2 separate regions of the Mus musculus genome follow, and region 2 is linked to region 1. A link is a contact called in public HiChIP or PLAC-seq data. All regions are on one chromosome and are shown on one strand. The core of a region is the stretch at or near the end of the contact, and the rest is flanking DNA. Distances in the headings are between cores, read along the strand shown.

Region 1 (5,174 bases), core at 2,586-5,085:
AATCTGTAGCTTTTCATGGTGTCAGGCCAGACAGCCCAAGCTAAGATAAATTTCAGGCCCCTTTTATCTTTATACTTTTCCTTTTCTAAATTAGCATGAAGGTATGAGATGTTATTCATGATACCTATGAACAAAGTATGTTTTAGCATGTTCTCTCACCTCATCTCTCTATCGTTCTGCTACCACCACCACCACCACCAAGGTGCTGAGCAAGAAAACATGTTTCCTAGTTCATGTTCCTAGTTCCCTAAGGTCAGAGTCCCCAGAGTATGAAGCAGTGTCAAAATTAGGCACTCCTTTCTGTGTTTGTCCTCATTGTCAACAGTGATGTTGGCAGGGATGCATGGAGGATTGAGATTACTTCTCTATGTGTCGAGACCATATCCAGAGGTTAGGCACAGTTCCCTGGTTGAGGGATGGGGCCACCCACCCATCTCCAAAATTTTAACCCAGAATTGCTCCCATCTAAAGGAAACACAGGGACAAAGTGTGGAGGAGAGACAGAAGGAAAGGCCATCCAGAGACTGCCCCACCTGGGGATCCATCCCATATACAGATACCAAACCCAGACTCTATTGCTGATGCCAAGAAGTGCTTGCTGACAGGCGCTTGATACAGCTGTCTACTGAGAGGCTCTGCCAGATTCTGACCAATACAGACATGGGTGTCTTGCAGCCAACCATCGGACTGAGCACAGGGACCCCAATGGAGGAGTTAGGGGAAGGACTGAAGGAGCTGAAGGGGCCTTATCTGGCATCAATGGGAGGGGAGGTCCTTTGTCCTGTGAAGACTTGACTCAGGAGTGGGTAGGTGGGTGGGTGAATACGTGCATAGAAGCAGGGTGAGGGATATGGGATAGGGGGTTTGCAGAGTTTGGAAAACTGGGAAAGGGGATAACATTTGAAATGTAAACAAATAAAATATACAATTAAAAAAAGAAAAAGACTACATCTCCAGGTGAGGCAGAGAGAGCTGGGTTGTTTTGCTCCCTTTGCCTTCTGTTGAAAATTCATGATGCACTTTCCTGGGAGGATGCCCTGTGAACCAATGGCTCCTACTAGGCCCTGCCCCTTAAAGGTTCTACACCATCCAGGGACAGCACCCTGGATTCAGAAGTCTCTTCTCATATGAAGGAGCACACGTTAGGAGGCAGTTTAACCTCATCTAGGCTGTAGCAGTCACTATCTAAGTGCTACTTGACACTCCAAATGATATGGAGGGTATTTTTTATGATGTCATGCCTACAGTTAGTTTCGAACCTTGTATTTTAATCATGATCTTTAGAAATCTGTAAATATTAAAGGATAGTGAAATAGACAAAACTACATGAAATGCAATTTAGATGAAGGGAATTGAAACACCATGGGATATTTAGCATTTAGGATTCTGTGGAGGTAAGAGAATCCCCTCACTTGGTGAGTTTTTAGAAATATACAAAGTGGATGAAAAATAAATCTTGATTATGGATTTAGGTGCAGGAACATGCATTAATTACTGATTTTAAGGCTGTGTGTGTGTGTGTGTGTGTGTGTGTGTATGTGTGTGTGTGTGCATGCATGCACATGTGCACCTGTGTTGAGTGAATTTGAGCTATATCACTTTGTGCTCCCGACAGGTCACATGTTTCCAGCCACCCACCCAGGAACTCTTTGGAATAGAGGATGAAAGACACACACATACATACACACACACACACACACACACACACACACACACACACACACACACCAATTAATTTTAAAATGCCTTCATTACCTCGAATGCTGGGCACTTCTAAACCTTCCCCTGCTACCCCAGGCCCGTGGCCACCCACCTGAATTCTCACATGGCTGGTTGGCTTTCTCTCCTTCAGCTCCTGCATCCCATCCTTCGTCTCCAAGTCATGGCTGTTTCTTTCTCCTCCTTCCTGAGTCCTAGCCTATGCGACTCTAAGGGTCCTGCCCTGTCTCCCTTTGTCTAGTCATCGGCTGGTGGCATCTTTATTCATCAATCAAAAACCAAATGGGGACAAGGACCTTTAGTGTTTGGACATACAGATTCCTGATTGAATCAAAGCATTAGATACAATCTCCAGCATACCTCTGCTGACTGCATACAGGAACCCCAGTGCAGAGTTTAAGGAACAATTGTTTTGGTTTTAGGTTATTTGTCAAATGGAATGCATTGAGATGAACAGTTGAGAAGGTTTTGGGAAATTGGAAATGGTTTTGAACGAGAGGTGTTGGAGAAGGAAGATGGGGTGAACATCATGGGGGCATGGACAGGAGGGAAAAATAGAGAATTTTCAGGGCATTTCCAGGGTTGTATGGACTCCCACCCCAAACTTCTTCCAACACTTTTAAGAAACCTGCATGTTTGGGTGGCTACTTTGTTGATCTCACTTTTTTCTTCTGCATTATCATTGCAAACTGACTTGCCAGGGAACAAGCCAGACTTGTAGGCAGCAGCAGGGTCCAAGGATGCCTGCCCATGCCCAGGCTATAGATGCACCAATCTGTTACTGTCTTGTCATGATGATTTAACTGGGGCATGCTTGCGAGCATCTGGGGACATTCATATGTACAGAGGTCCAGATTGCTTTGGTAGCTGAAGCAGCATTCATGCCTAATTTCTTGACAATTTTGTTTTTTTTTTTTTTTTTTTTTTTCTTGTGTTCTCTACTTTGACATTTACGCTTGATCTTCCCAAAGCTTGGCTAACAAATACCTGTTAGACTCAAGTACATTATCATTGGTAGAAATTTACCGTAGTGATCATGTAATGGAGTCTCCTGTGAGCAGACTCTGGAGTAAGGCTGCTAATTTCATTTAGTAAACATTAGTTCTTCATAATACACATTGGAAACAACGCTCCCAAATGGAAAATTGCATCAGCCATTTTGATTTTTCTTATAATGAGAAAAATGTAATATATTCTTCCTAAAAATTTACCTTGACTCTATCCTATTTACCTCAAACTTGTTTGAAAGATCGAAAATATTATGAAATAAATTAGGAAATACAAGCAAATTCCTATGCAGATCTATGATATTACCTTTAAGTATCCATTCTTTTATTCTGGAATAATAATACTAGAATTGAATTTGATCTAGCACTTCCCTACCCCCCACTCCCGCCAGCCAGAAGGCACCACACATTTCCAAGTCTGCCGTGTAGTCAGCTGAGTCCTGGAGGTGAAGTCTATCTAGTGTAAGGTGATGAGAGTGTTGACGGTTACATATAGAATATATCCATATAAGGAAGAGGTGCTATATTTCTTTTCCTGATTGCTTTTCTGGCTCATGGAACATAGAGGTGATGGCTGAGGCTCTGGAAATCATTTGGACCACACTAATAAGAGTCCCATCCTAGAGAATATAAAGTGATCAGGTAATATAAGGTGATGAGGCAAAAGGAAATGTGATAATGATTTTGTGGTCTTACCCTGGTAAAGGTAGTTACTTACTTTAACCTAGTCTCTGTGTAAGATAAACTTTTGTCTTAATTTAAGATATTGTTATTCTAAGAGATATAGTTCCTTTCCTGTACAAAAAGGCCAGTGAACACTCTCATGGTTGTGTAATTCACTCCCCCAAGCCCAGTGTTACGCCTAATGAGTGACATTGATTGTCTCATGGAAATGTCAGTGGATAAAGAGACCTGGCAAGATACCCAGAGGAGAAAGGGCATGGCTGTGACTTTGACTCCTACTTACTGCACATTCTCAGGAAATTATTTAACCTTCTTTAGTCACAGTTTCCTGTTCTGCAAAACCAGTTACAGTGTGCCTTAATCTGCTCTAATCAGGCATCTTAAACTGTGATCTGGGCACAACAGAAATGGCTTGCCTGCCTCCCTGCAAGCAGGAAGTCTGTGATCACTGTGCCAGCATGGTTGAGGTATCGGGAAGGGCCCCTGTACATAGAGATGTCTCACTGTAACTGACTATTGCATGGGTTTGGTAGCTCAGTGGGCTGTGTATGTAAGAAAACTAATTCTAGTCACAACGGTTCTGTCCTCATGAACTGCTCATCTTCCTAAGGTCACACCTCTTTTGCTATCATTTTAACACTTGGGTTTCAGTGTGAATTTTGGGCCACAAACATGCCATAGGTATAAGCTTGGGTCCCCCCACTCCTTCCGGCCCCCATTTTGTAATTGTTCTTTAAACAATAAGCTTTAATGATTCAGTGTTTGCATTGTATTCCTTTCAAATAATCTACAGATGACTCAGACTGTATGGAAGGATATGCACAGGTTACATAGAAACACCAGCCCATTTTTTTTATATATAAAGAAGGTGAACGCCTGCAGAGCTTGGTGTCTTCAAGATCTGGGAACAAGTCCACCTTGAGTGCTAAGGCACAACTGCAAAGATTTGCAAGATTTGGCACAATTACGGAGCAGAGCTCAAATTTACATTTGTTGTCCACCTATTTATTTATTTATTTGCTTATTTATTTATTATTGTTACGCATTTACTTGTGTGTTTGTTCAGGCATGGCTCTTATGTACCCAAGGCTGTCAATTGAACTCTTTCGTCTCTGTTTATCCCCCCTGAGTATTGGAGTTAAAGGCATGTCCAGTGAACTAACCAATTTAATTATTTCCCTTGTTTTATTTTTCTTCAAGCCTTAGGAGTTCCTGTCAAATGATGTCCTTGCATAGAAGAAATAAAGTCTCCAGGAGACAAAACATGTTAGAGACACAGATATGGTGAATCTGTAGGCAAACTGAAGAGATCACTTCTGGAATAGTCATGCCAGAAAGCAAGAGAATACAGCCCTGTGCTTGAAGGAATTCATGGGGCTTGAGTACTGTGTTCTTAGCACTGCATCTTTATGTTTTAAGGCTAGTTTCAGGATCTTACATAGAGGCAATAGCTATTTAATGGACTCGGGTTTTGCCTTCATAAATGGAGCTGTTAAACTTGAGAACAAGAATCAAGAACCAGCGGTTTCTAGCCAGGCTTTGGAAAAGTGCAAATAAGGTCCATTGTGCCATGTGCAGCACTTCTTATGGAAGGAGGGACTAGTCAACGTTGCTAAAGGTGTGGTTTCAAGGCATGGAGGTTTTCAGTAATAGGAATGGGTTGAAAGTTAGTGTTAGGTTTTCCATTTGTGTGTGTGTGCGTGTGCGTGTGTATGTGTGTGTGGCTCAAGTGAAAATATCAAGTGAGTTGGGCGTGGTGGCACA
Region 2 (4,496 bases), core at 309-2,808, 45 kb after region 1:
GGAATGATTTTATCAGGACATTTAAATTTCATGTAAGGATTTAGACGTTCTCTTTTGATTGGATTGTGAACTCTTCTGGACGTCTAGAACGGAAGTCAGGATGCTGCGGAAGTTTAAAATTACTTCCATTCTAGTAGGTTGGACAGACAGACAGACACGGGCACTATTGACACCAGAGAACTGTATCAAGGGGAAGTTGAATCAGAGACATTGTCACATTCTTCACTGTGGCTGTCCAGGTCTGTGTTAGACCCACAGCGTGCACCTTTGCTGCACTGTCATGTGCTCTGGCCAGCAGCTGCTGCTGAGACATTAAGAAAAGAGACCCACTGTAAAGCCTCTTGAACTGGCTGGCTGGCGGAAATGCACACAGGCTGAAGAGAGCAGCCTCTGCCTGGAATGGCAAGAGTGTCTGGAACCGGAATGCTCAGGACATTTCTCCTGCTCTGTCTCCTCAGGCACTTAGGACATTGCAAGGACACACTTTTGAAAGAGGTGGGGGTGGGGCACGCAGTCACAGGGGATTGTGGCTGACACAGTAGCTGTGTATGCAGAATGGGCCGGTTCGAGGAAAGTAGGCATGAGAGACATGCCAGCTCCTTTTAACTTGCATGTCATTGCTCTGACCACAGACCATCATCTGTTAAGGAAGACCTTTTTCCTTTCCTTTTCTTTCCCTTTCCTTTTCCTTTTCCCCTTCCTTCCTTCCTTCCTTCCTTCCTTCCTTCCTTCCTTCCTTCCTTCCTTCCTTCTTTCCCTCCCTCCCTCCCTCCCTCCCTCCCTCCCTCCCTCCCTCCCTCCCTCCTTCTCTCCTTGCTCCCCTCCCTCCCCCTCTTTCTTTCTTTAACCTAGGAAATCTAAAATATCATTCAGAATTTTTCTATTTTTCCGAGTATAATCATTTCAGTGGAGCACTGTGGATAAATCCTATAAAATAATAATGTGCTTTATAATTCTAACCAGATAGCACTGAGCCTTATCACATGCATTCCAGCACCACACTTGCTAAGCTAGGACTAAAATACCTCACAGTTTAGCTTTTCTGTTAGAACATTCTTGGTATTCCCGGTATAACTTGAGCTGTGCACAAGTGGTTCCCACTATGCGGACTCCCCTTTGCATGCAGGACCCTGAAGCAGCTAGAATTTCCTGATCTTCCTGGAGAGCCTGGTCACCTTATTGTAGACCGTTGTTAAATGAATGATTGTTGGCCCCTCAAGTGGAGAGGAGGTGAAAATCCCGGAAATGAGAAGAAAACTGCCAAAATTCAGGCTCCATTCCACTCAGCTTCATGACCTGTGCTTTGCCCAGTTTTCAAAACTGTGTTATCTCAAAGACATGTGAGAGGGAACAGTCGGCCTATAGGGTGGTTGGGCGAAGTGATGTGGTATGTGTGTGTGTGTGTGTGTGGGGGGGGTAGACAAAGATAATGTTGTTTTCCTCTGTGGGGAGAAGGAAGTGTTTAGAGTATTAAAAACACTTAAGCATAAACTGAAGCAAGCCTCTAAGTTCCTGTTTTTGGTAAATGGGGAATCCCAGGGCAAAGATGAAGAGGGCCTACCTGTTATCTGGATGCAATCAACGACTCAAACCCAGAAACCAGTGTGGCTTTTGCATGCTAGGCTTTCCTGTATGACTAGCGATGCTTGTGTGAGAATTCTTATTTAGGGCGTGAAGAGTTAGATTTTGAGAACTGACCGTTTGTCTGTTTTCTTCCCAATGAGGTTTCATGTCTCAGAGTTAAGTTCAAGAACATAAGATGATCTCACTGTAAAGGTTGACTAGAGCCAAGCTGAGCCATTCTTCCAGGCTTTGGGGAAGAGGTGAGGGATGGGTGGGAACAGATGAGGTGAGGATAAAAACTCCTCAAAAAGAGAAGTACATAAGTCATTTTTGCTGTTGTTTTGTTAAAGTTGTACCATGCCTGTCCAAGTCTAGCTAAGGAAACTGCTCACTCAGACGGTATTTTTCTGATTCTACTTGGGAAGAGAGTTAACCAACATTAACATTTTTGGTTACATATGAGGCAACATTCTGAGTAATTTACACTAATTAGTATTATCTGTATTTGTGTGTTTGTGTGTATGCATGTGTGTGTGTGTGTGTGTGTGTGTGTGTGTGAAGGCTCTGTACATCACATTGATGGATAGCTAAGGCATCCATCACACTAAAATCAAGTGGTACTTAACAGAGCAGGCTGCATGCCAGATGCAGTCCAAGTATTTTATATGTTGCAACCCCTGTAATCGTAGCATCACTGTCTTAAATATAAATGTTATATTTAGTCAGTTGTCTCTGGTTTCTGTAATCTAGGTAGTATTGATATAATTCACAAACAATGAATATCTTTGGGCCTTTTTGCAATCTGATAACAGCTTCGAAGAGGTAAAATGAGATGATAGAGGCATTTGGGGTTCTATCACTAATACAGAACTTTGTAAAAAGTGTCATAGTGGCCAGAGGGAGATCTCAACTTCTCAACCTAGGAAGAAACAACCTGCTTCTTTAATGCTTTTCCTTGGGACCTCTGGGATACCTTTCTCCTTTAGTCATCCTTTCAGTCTATGTTCATGAAGGAATAAGCAAGACAACGAAAACAGAATAAATCCGGAGTCAATGGTAGCAGAAAAGTGTCTTGGGAGCTCTTCTTAAGGTGCAGAAATTGTGATTCTCACGTAGATAAAGGACTCTTCAGGGGTGCCCCGGAGAGGGCAATGGCGGACCCATCACCCTCAGCAGATCCAGTCAGATCTCACCACATATTTTTTAGGTGACCCTGACAACATTAAACTTACACAAGTTTTGTTTCTTTCATTGTGAAGAAAATATAGCAGTGAGCAAAGCTACTTCGTAGCATTAATGAGGACACTAAGTAGAATAATGCACTTGAAAATGTCTGGTTCCGTAGATGGCACACACAGTGAAGGCCGGTTCTCCTTTTGTTCTGTTTAGTGGCTGTGACTTTATCTGTTGTCTTAGACAAACAGTCCTGATGGTGCTGCTTCTCCTGGGACCAGGCAAACACTCCCCAAACACACAGTGCTTTCATAACAGGCCTGTTGACTCCTTTTCTCATTAGCATTCTGCAGCCAGCTCCACTCATTCTAACCACATCAGGCTTCTAAAGGCTCCTTAAGTGGAACTCTCTGTTGTAGATAGGCTTTATTTGATATCAGCTCGTACTAACACAAGTGAGCTGGTGCCTTGGCTCACCAAATATTTGCCATCATTGTTGGCCAACGATCTTGACTGATGTGCTTTGAAAACATGTGTCGTTACATTGCTAGCAGGTGGGCATTTGTGGTTTCTGGGACTGTCATACGATTCGACACCTGAATGACATCATTGTTGGACTGAAGCAACGATGGCTGAGACTGTACTTTGCTGACTGGAATGTAATCTGAAAGGCAGTATTCTTTTCTCATTTGGTATGAGTCTCTTCTGATGTTTGATGACTCTAGACGGTTGAGTTCATAGACTCGGATGCTCATCTGATAGGATGATGATATAGTCTCTGTGTTATATTAGTAACTGCTCTCTAGGAAGAATCCACACATGGACTGTGGTAATAATACGTGTTTTCAGAGAGCGCGTCTGTGAAGCAAGTGTAGTGAGTAATAGCTCAGCATCATGTTCAAGGGCAAAAAAGGAGTAAAGGTCATTAGATGTACTTGTTGCTACCCCCACCCCCACCACACACACACACACTCTTATTTTAGCCACAAATAACAGGAAAGTATATCCAATGACAAGTATGTAGATAAAAGAAGGACAGAATGATTTAGAAATCACAACCCTGTTTTAAAAGAGGGATGAAAGGAGAAGAGAAAAGCCAACAGTAGACTTCAAAGGGTTTGTTCTGATGTTTTCCTTAAGAAAACACAGTATTAGCACAGTATGAAAGGCAATAGTAATGAGACAAGGTAACAACCTAACGGATCTTCCAGTGTGCAGAGAAATGATGTCCAGAGACAAACATGTAAAAGCAGCATTTACATAAGCCTTAATTGCTTAAAATTTGGAAACTTTAATTTCCAGGGGATTAACATCTAAGTTACAGCACTGCTGTGCATCTTGTCAGGATTTGGTTACTTTTGATTGCTACTAAGACACTAGATTTGTGTGTGTGTGTGTGAAACAGTTCAATTAATTGTAAATATAACCAAGACAAAATATTGGCGAGGACAGCAGAGTCTGTGCCTTCCCTCACCGCCCCTGCACTCGGACGGACGCACAGCTGTGATTTAGCAAGCAGCAGGTGCACAGAGCTACTGTAAGTGGGAAAGCAAAGGCGGTGATGTAACTAGGGTTTACCGTTGTTGGTGTTGCTGTTGTTGTTGTTGTATAAAGTGAGGAAAAAGAGTTTCTGGTCTCCAGTGAAATAAGGGACAGAACTTGAGTTCCAGAGAAGGAGGGAAGAAGCAGATGTTTGAAGTTGATGTCAATGCTGAGTGCTGATTCCTCTACCCCAGTGGGCCACATTCTAGCAACCCTCT

The links. HiChIP or PLAC-seq counts read pairs in DNA pulled down with a chosen protein or histone mark.
Region 2: a BATF HiChIP or PLAC-seq map of CD8 T cells shows a contact between it and region 1, with 23 read pairs. The contact joins two enhancer-like sites. A contact is called at or near these places in 20 of 484 Hi-C or Micro-C datasets (B cells, the G1E-ER4 cell line, the N1E-115 cell line and 13 more) and 9 of 115 datasets of contacts at active chromatin or transcription factors (CD8 T cells, the HPC-7 cell line, the SCID.adh cell line and 6 more).

Annotation. Positions count from the first base shown.
Region 1 is chr3:136,694,181-136,699,354 of GRCm38.p6, forward strand. All of the region lies in intron 1 of Ppp3ca (protein phosphatase 3, catalytic subunit, alpha isoform), which reads left to right. Among named protein-coding and RNA genes, the nearest start is that of Ppp3ca, 27 kb to the left of the region's middle. Within about 2 kb of position 3,836, at least 71 of the 459 cell types and tissues checked have an H3K27ac peak or open chromatin away from gene starts, as enhancers often do. A contact at or near this core is called in CD8 T cells, the G1E-ER4 cell line, the HPC-7 cell line and 6 more, where this site is marked.
Region 2 is chr3:136,741,398-136,745,893 of GRCm38.p6, forward strand. All of the region lies in intron 1 of Ppp3ca (protein phosphatase 3, catalytic subunit, alpha isoform), which reads left to right. Among named protein-coding and RNA genes, the nearest start is that of Ppp3ca, 74 kb to the left of the region's middle. Within about 2 kb of position 1,559, at least 64 of the 459 cell types and tissues checked have an H3K27ac peak or open chromatin away from gene starts, as enhancers often do. A contact at or near this core is called in CD8 T cells, the G1E-ER4 cell line, the HPC-7 cell line and 6 more, where this site is marked.